Regions from separate parts of the Mus musculus genome. Here regions 1 and 3 are each linked to region 2. Evidence: chromatin contacts called from public HiChIP or PLAC-seq data. All regions are on one chromosome and are shown on one strand. The core of a region is the stretch at or near the end of the contact, and the rest is flanking DNA. Distances in the headings are between cores, read along the strand shown.

Region 1 (2,700 bases), core at 155-2,654, 340 kb after region 2:
GAGGCCCCACCATAGACTAACTGGGTAACTGAGAAATGGTTAAAACTGCCCAGCTGTTGGATGTAACCTCTATAAAATGAGAATAAGCAGGCCACCCCAAATGGTTCCAAGAGGAAACTAGAAATGTGTCTATCAATGTGCTCAGCCGAGCTTCTCCAGAAAGCCGCTTCTTCTGTTCCTCTTCAATGTTTTCTGAAGAGACTCAACCTCCCCACAGCGACCTCCCGACTCAGAATCCGGTGCTCCTGGAAAGCTGGCGTTTCAAGTATTCTGTTACCGTGTTAGACTATGTCCCCGACTTTGATTCTGAAAGCAAGGGCCCCTCTCTGATTGGAAGGCAAGTTCGACCCATGGAACTGCCCATCTGGAAGATGGCTCTGTCCTTTGAAGTAGGTTTCCAGAAGGCCCTTTTCCTCCCCCCCTTATTTACTGCAACTCATAGGGACAGTTTGTTGACAACCCCCTACCCCCAGTTCCCGAGGGTGAGGGAGGACCTTGATCCTTTAACACTTTATTCTCTAAGTGCCTGACGTCTTCTATGCAGACACACTGATGTTTAAGAGGTACATGGTTTGTTTCAGTCACTCGTCAGTTAAACTCATCCCTGTGTAAAGCAGGGGAGAGAGCACGGGGTTATGCACGTACCCGTCCTTCCTAACCCGCAGTACACCTCTGCCCCATCCATCACTGACCAGCAGCAGCTAGTAATTAGTTCTAACTAGGGGCTGAGCATCTAGTGGAGTCTATGGGACCATCTCCAAAACCACCTCCCCAACACCGTTCCTAGTTCTTCTCATCTTTACACCACTGGCTGCCAAGCTTCTCACTACCCTGTTTCCCTCCTTTGTGCACGTACACAAACACCCTCCAACACACATCCTCTCATTGGTTTTGGGCATCTCTAGTACCCAGCTTCTATCTCCACTCTCACTCTTCTACAACACTGAATTCATAGTGCCCAGCCATTGAGGAGACACTGACAGTGCCCTCCCAGACACCCTGAGCCTCTTGTCCCTCCCTCAGAGTCACCAAAGCAGAGACAGTTTACCAAGACCCTAGTTTAGAATTCATAATTTTGTGCTCTGTCTCTTAAAAAACAAACACTCCCCCAAACTGTAACACAAACTGAAGTGTTTGTTCACACAGAGTTGCAATCTGGAGAATGACGTCACAGGTGACCAGCCCCCCTGATCAACTCCTGACTCCGAAGCTCACACGCCACACCCTAGCCTCTCTTGCTGTGTTTGCTGTTGGCCGGAAGCTTCGCCATCTTCACTGCTTTCTGCAAAGACTATATTTATAGAGTAAAAGAGCTCTGAAGATGTTCAGTTCTGTGATCAGTCACTGCTGCCTCCTGTCCCAGGAACCAGCTGAATTGCTCACTGCCAAGCTGCTTGGCACACAGCACCAGCTGGCTTGTCAGCCTCAGCCCTGCAGGGAGCTGGGACAGGCAAGTCTCCTCTCCTCTTTGCATAGCAGCCCTGGGTGGATTCAGCATGAATACAGTGATATACCACCAGGGGAAAGGTGAATTGGAACATTTCTGCCTGAACAAAAAATCGGTGCTCTCTGTCGTTGAAGTCTCAGTAACAGTAAACAGGGATCTTTCACTACAGCCTCCCTGGACCCCTGAATCAGTGCCTTTGAGGTTCGACTCCCTTTGGAGCAGACACAAAAAGGCTTTCGATATCCCTGGCTTATGCAGACTTTGTAAATTGGTACAACCCGTCTAGGGGATGAAGTAGCATTCTTAGTAGAGTTGAAGATGGGCGTTCCTCTTCCAGGTGTGAATCTCAGAAGCGATGTAATCCGATCTGAGGATGCCTAACATAGAATCTGTAACAATAATGATGGAATTTAGAATGGAAGAGGAAAGGAAGGGGGGGTCAAGAGAGAAAAATGAAGAGACCTGGAACAACCAAAACATCCACCAACACAGGCGTGCACTAAAGCGTAGTGTGGTCTTATGAGGAGCTGTTGGTGGGGCTGGGGAGAAGCGCTTGCTGTCTGACCATGAGGCCTTCAAATCAGTGTGGGCCCTTGAATTCAGATCTCCAGCACCCGTGAGAAAAGCCAGGAGTGGTGGCTTATACCTATAACCTAGCCCTGGAAAAAATAAAGACACAAACATCGCTGAGGCTCATTAGCCAGCCGCATCAGCGAGCTCCAGGTTCAGTGAGAAACCTGGTTTGAAGCTACGGTGGAGAATGATGGAGGTCAATACCCAATGTCAACTCCTTACCTCCACACGTATGTACAAACACCCTGTCATGTACATAACATGTGCATGACACATATTCTACATACAAAAAAAGAATACAATGAATGAACTACAAGTGACTTATTAACACGAATAAATCTCAAAAAAATATATAGTTAAGTTTAAAGAAAGCTAAGTTGAAAAAAATGGGATTTCGGTTTTAACCACTTAAAAATAAACATACCTACTGTGTGTTGTTTGTGAATATATCACAGTGTTACAGAAGGTGACACTTCAGGGGGTAAATGGCTACAAGGTGGGAGGTTAGGGTTAGGGGAGATGGTTATAGCTGAATTTGCAACACTTTATTTCCTTAAATAAATATTTGAACTAAATCTGGTAGAATATTAACATTTGGTTAAGCTTGTGGTAAGAACATTGAGTATCGATTGCATCACTGCTGAGCTGCTGAGGTACTGTCCAGTTTAAAATATAATAGG
Region 2 (2,700 bases), core at 115-2,614:
AAGTAACCAGCAAGAAGGCCATACACCATGGGATGGGGACAGAATTGAGTTGCTATAACAATGACGTCATCGTGTCATACCGTGTGCCATATGCCATGTGCTCACATGACTACTCAGCACTGTAGGTGACTTGCAGTGTCCTGGAGAGTGGCTTCACAACCTATCTCTCGTTATAGCAACTTAATTCTGTCCCCATCCCATGGAACCTGTATGTGAGGGGGTTCAGTATAGAAACTGCTGACATGACCAGTCCATGATACGGGTAAAGTTTTTATTGTGGATATAAGAGAAAAAAAAACAAAAAACAAAAACAGAGGCATCTGGAAGATTCCAGAGCATAAAGAAAGAAGCAGACTGGATATGGCCAGGGATAGGAAACTATAAGAATGGAAGACAATAGAGAAGATGGGGAGATGAAAAGAGAGCGAGAGAATGGGGGGGGAGACAGAGGCAGACAGACAGACAGACAGACTGACTGACTGACTGACTGATAGAGAGGAAGGGAGGGAGGGAGGGAGAAAGAGCGAGAGAGAGAGAGAGAGAGAGAGAGAGAGAGGTGGGAAGAAGGGAGGGAGGGAGGGAGAGCAAGAGAATAGTAAGAAAAAGAGAATAAGTGTAGAGAAGAAAGGTTTCTAAGGAAGGTGCGCAGCTGCAGTCAGGGAGAGGCAAGGAGACCGGTGCAGTGGCTAGCTTTTATGTAACAGTAAATCCTCTCATAGTCCAGATAGAGCTGGGCCTATACTCAAGTTTGGACAAGTCGCTGTAGAGCATCCTAGTTTCTGTTACAAGTTGACTGTTGTGAGGCTTCCTGGTATGTGTGTGTGTGGTTTTGTGTGTGTATATGAGTTTGCGCGTGTGTGCACGCGTGCGCACACACACACACACACACACACACACACACACACACACAAAAGAATGGATTTCCTAAGCTATCCTCAGTGATAATGAGGATAATTTTCTTACTCCTGTAGTGCCTGACTGAACAGTGCAAAGAGGGCTGAATGGGCAGTGACTCCAGACAGCTGTGTCAGGAGGTGAATGGAAGTGTGGGTGTGAGTGCACGGGGGGGGGGGGGTGTCAGGGAGTGGCTGCTGTTGTTGTGTGTGCACTGGAGTGGGCTCCATGCACACAGGGCTCATGAACGTCCCCCCAGGATCCTCTCTGCCCCCTCACTCTGTAAGGCTTTTGATCACCAGCCACAGCTAGATTTCAACTGCAATAACCCTTGGCATGAGTAAGCTAGAGCCTCTCACCCAAATCTAAGCCACTTTCATTTCTGTTCTCTGATCTCATCTGTCTCGGGTGCCTGGTGTGTCATTAACACGTGCAGCATGAGCTGTCACGGCACTCACCTCCGTAAGTGTGAGAACTTGGAGAAACGTGAATGAGAGGTATAGAGTAATAAAGGCCCGTTCTGGGCCAAGTGCTGGGGCTAGGCCCTGAGTGTGTGCCAATGAGTCACCCCCTCCCTGCCCTGCATGCTTAACTGTCCAACTCGGGAGCAGGAGCTGCCGATGACGAATGGTGACTTGGAGGAGAAGGTAGAATTCCTCCAGGTGCAGCAGGAAAAGCAGGCCCCTGGAGGCCCCGGGAGAGCATGGGGTGGGCGGGCGTGATAAAAGGTGCTGAGTTTCTTGGTGGGTGGCAGGGAACTGACAGCCACCTGTCCACCTACAGTGCTGTTCACTTTGGCTAAGAAATCCATCACACCAGAATCACTTAGAGAAATGTTAGAAAATCAGACTCTAGAGAGGTTGAGACCACAGCCGAAGGCTTCCCTCAGCCTCCCTCAGACAGTGTCTGAAGTGAGGCAACAGAATTCACTGTAGGGCTGAGAAATGCCTGGACTATACAAAATGGGCTCACAGGCATCATGTTGTTCCCTAACTATGTTAGCAAGAGCCAGATGGGATGTGTGCTCACCCATAGGTGCTGGAGCTATGGCTTCGAGACTCCTGTCTCAGCAAGGATAGGCACAGCGAGAATTAGAAGAGGCCTTGTTCTCCATAAGCCTGTGAGGAGGAGGGCACCAGGTGAGCACTTGGCACTCTGTTGTCACCGTGGTAGCCAGAGCTAGCACGGGGCTATTTGAAAAGAACATTTCAGACAGGCAAGAGGCCCTGGTGGAAGTAAGAATACCTCAGTCCCACTTGGGAGGGAGAAGAAAGCAATCATGGGGGCAGAGGGAGGAAGAAACCCAGGTAGAAGAGAGGACAGGGAGGGGAAGAGGGGAACATGGTCAGGTATGGGGGGGGGGACAGAACTGAAGTCCTGAGGGCCAGCAGAAAGAATGGAAACAGGCGACCTTGGGAGGTAGGAGGTGGGGGGACCCTCTAGAATGTACCAGAGACCTGGGAGGTGAGAGACTCTCAGGACTCAAAGGGAGGGACCTGAGATGAAATACCCTACAGTGGGGAGAGGGAACTTGTGGAGCCCACCTCCAGTGGAAGGATAGGGTATCAAATGGAGGGATGGGGTTGCTATCCCACAGTCAGAACTCTGACCCAGAATTGTTCCTGTCTGAAAGAACTGCAGGGATGGAGATGGAGAAGAGTTTGAGGGAAAAGAGGTCCAGTGACCAGCCCAACTTGGAATCCAGCTCAAGGGGAGGCTCCAAGACCTAACACTATACTGGTGCTATGGTTTGCTTACAGACAGGAGCCTAGCATGACTGTCCCTTGAGAGGCCCAACAAGCAGCT
Region 3 (2,700 bases), core at 88-2,587, 320 kb after region 2:
AAACAGAACCAGCAGGGGAGCCGATGAAATTGAACAGCCTTGACAGTCCCAAGCCGCAGGTAACTAACAGGAGCTTAGACATAGGCACCAGCACAGAGCTGGGGTACACAGAAAAGGGAGCAACGGAATTCCCTGAGCATGGCCAGAAAATGCTTTGCAATGAGCAGCCTGCTAAAGAATGACTAAGGTTTGCTCCAGATGTGAGAAGACTGCTTCAGAGGGAGGAAGCCGAGTATGCAAAGGCAGTGTGGCTCAGGCAAGAGTAACTTTATACTCTCTCCAGTCCCAGGTGAGATCCTGGATGAGCAACACATGCTATGCCAGGTTCTCTGAGGCTCAAAATACGGGGTCTTAAGCCCCAAGAAAGGTGGAGGGAACACGCATGGAGTCCACGATCCTTCAGCCCGGGGACCCTCCTGCAGAGAACAACCTGTATCCAATATTCAGAACCATAGGCCGGTCAGCTGGAGTCACATTAGGGGGACAAGGAAAATGATCCCTTTCTAGAGAGGCCTTCATACGCCAGCAGTCATGGCCCTGGTCAGATATTGCGTAGAAACACCACCCAGAAAAGGATCCTCGGAAATCATGCCAATTCAATCAGCACAACTTGGTGTGTGATGTTCCAGACAGAGATGTTACAGAAATGTCACATTTATTCTTCTATCACCCTCATAGAGGAGGTTAATTTACAAGTGAGAAAAATGGCAGTCAAATATCCTGCCCAAGGCTCGGCATGATTAGTAAGTGAGAGTGAGAAAGGTCCGAGGACTTTCTGGGCCATATTTCCCTGCTGGTACTACACCGTTGCCCTAGACATGCACACATGCACATGCACACACACATACGCACGTGGAGGCAGAGGGCTGAAGAGTCTCCAACTGAAACAAATTCTACATAAAGCAAGTTCCGGACAGCCCTCAGAGGCACTTCAAATCTGTATCACTCCTCAGGCAGGCACCCCAGCACCCCACATGCATGTATGAGAATAGAAAAGTTGTGGATGAACAATTAGAATAAAGAAGCTGACGACGGGTATCTCAGAGAAAACCGACTAACAGGCTAAGATCCTAATATGGCTGGCCTAATCTCTAGCACAGATGTCCCAAAAGGCTGAACTGACCTGGAGAATTAAAGATAAGACATGGAGAAAGTGGCCCTCGGAGGTGATCACTCTGAAAATCACCTGTCCTCCAACCACAGGAAGGAACTGCAGAATTTGAACTTGTGAGTCATCCCGTTTATCTGTACCACCTCTGTTGAGTCATTGTTAACCAGTGAGCCTGCCCTTGTGTAAGGTGTGTGTTTGCATCTGGGCCCACACATTCAGCAGACAGCACCAGCCAGGGTGACTCATGAGTCCTCACATTTTGTCACCATTAAGTCTTGTCAGAGATTCTCTATGCTTGTCTGACTCCAGAGAGAATGTTTTTCCACAAACGGGAAGCCAGGGCGCAGGACGGGAAACCCCTCCACCAGCTATGTCTGAGTGTGTTCATCTCTCCTCAGAGTTCATCCACCAACTGCCCCCTCTTCCTTCTGCTGTCTTCAGCTTCTGTCAGTTCCTAGAAGATTGGCAGGAAACATAGTTTCACTGCGGGCCATCACTGTCTATTTCAAAACTCTTCAGGGTCTCAAAAGATCCCTGGTTCCTCTCATACACTCTTCTGAAAGTCTATTCATAGTCTTTGCCAATGATGTCATTCCTCACAGGAAAACCAAATGCACATCTTCACATGTTACTCACTGCCCAAAACCCTCCCATCTTCTACCATACACAGACCTGTAAATGTTGGTTTCCTCCACACACACACCAAATGTTATGTCTCTAATAATGTCCACTGTGTTTCCAGTCACACACAAGTCAAGCGGAACAGGTAAAATGTGGTCACAGCTGAGCAGTCCAGGGATGAGACCCAACCTAACCCGTGTCTGTCTGGATCACCTTCCTGGGATATTATGAACAGACTTGCTCAGGAATGACAATCTTAGCATCTGTGCCTTCCACAGGTAAATTGAAAGCTGAGGTGAGATGGGGAGACGGGAGCTGCTTCCCCAAGCCATAACCAGGAAAGCCCAAACAGTGGGTCCATGGTAAGGGGAGATAAAGCTTACCTGAGAAGTGGGGCTGAGAGAAAACCCACTCACTCCTGAGTCCCTAGGGCTTAGAACCCAGAAGGTGCTCTCCCCGGTGTTAGCCCTCAAGCATGGAAGGCAGTAGATGAAAGAGTTAAATGTCCACTTACATTGAAAAAAAAATATGACTGAAAATGTCTGAGTCACAGAGTACCTACAATCATATACTATTTCAGAAATGGTTTTTCCTGTACTCATAAAATGTCCTCCTCCAAGTTCTTCATCTTTACCTTTAGTGTGAGTTCCTGGGTCTCCCCGGATCCATCTTCTGCATTACCAGACATCCATTTCCAGAGTGTCAACACAGTTTTCTGTGGATGTTGTTTGGCATTATTTTTAAGTCAATCCCAGGATGTCACTACATGCCACAGAAAGAAGTGACAGAGACACAGAAGGCATGGAGAGGGGAAAGGAGGGATGGATTTTTAACTTCAAACGCATTACTCTTTTTCTTCTGCAAAGTTCTTATTCATGGCCTAAAATTGATTCTCCTCTGAGATCTTGCTTACAATTGCATCTGTTACTTGCGATAGGAATATGTATAACCAGCGATTTTTTCCTATA

What was found. HiChIP or PLAC-seq counts read pairs in DNA pulled down with a chosen protein or histone mark.
Region 1: a contact with region 2 is called in a FOXA1 HiChIP or PLAC-seq map of pancreatic cancer cells. The contact joins two enhancer-like sites. A contact is called at or near these places in 1 of 15 datasets of contacts at CTCF or cohesin (the NIH/3T3 cell line), 24 of 484 Hi-C or Micro-C datasets (ECoMG myeloid progenitors, brown adipocytes, cochlea and 12 more), 10 of 115 datasets of contacts at active chromatin or transcription factors (VIP interneurons, embryonic fibroblasts, embryonic limb bud and 7 more) and 1 of 9 other capture datasets (embryonic stem cells).
Region 3: a contact with region 2 is called in a FOXA1 HiChIP or PLAC-seq map of pancreatic cancer cells. The contact joins two enhancer-like sites. A contact is called at or near these places in 4 of 115 datasets of contacts at active chromatin or transcription factors (embryonic fibroblasts, embryonic limb bud, embryonic stem cells and 1 more).

The regions. Positions count from the first base shown.
Region 1 is chr3:102,675,942-102,678,641 of GRCm38.p6, forward strand. No RefSeq gene overlaps it. Among named protein-coding and RNA genes, the nearest start is that of Gm40112, 17 kb to the right of the region's middle. Within about 2 kb of position 1,405, at least 72 of the 459 cell types and tissues checked have an H3K27ac peak or open chromatin away from gene starts, as enhancers often do. A contact at or near this core is called in pancreatic cancer cells, where this site is marked.
Region 2 is chr3:102,336,772-102,339,471 of GRCm38.p6, forward strand. No RefSeq gene overlaps it. Among named protein-coding and RNA genes, the nearest start is that of Gm40110, 35 kb to the right of the region's middle. Within about 2 kb of position 1,365, at least 57 of the 459 cell types and tissues checked have an H3K27ac peak or open chromatin away from gene starts, as enhancers often do. A contact at or near this core is called in pancreatic cancer cells, where this site is marked.
Region 3 is chr3:102,658,239-102,660,938 of GRCm38.p6, forward strand. No RefSeq gene overlaps it. Among named protein-coding and RNA genes, the nearest start is that of Gm40112, 35 kb to the right of the region's middle. Within about 2 kb of position 1,338, at least 32 of the 459 cell types and tissues checked have an H3K27ac peak or open chromatin away from gene starts, as enhancers often do. A contact at or near this core is called in pancreatic cancer cells, where this site is marked.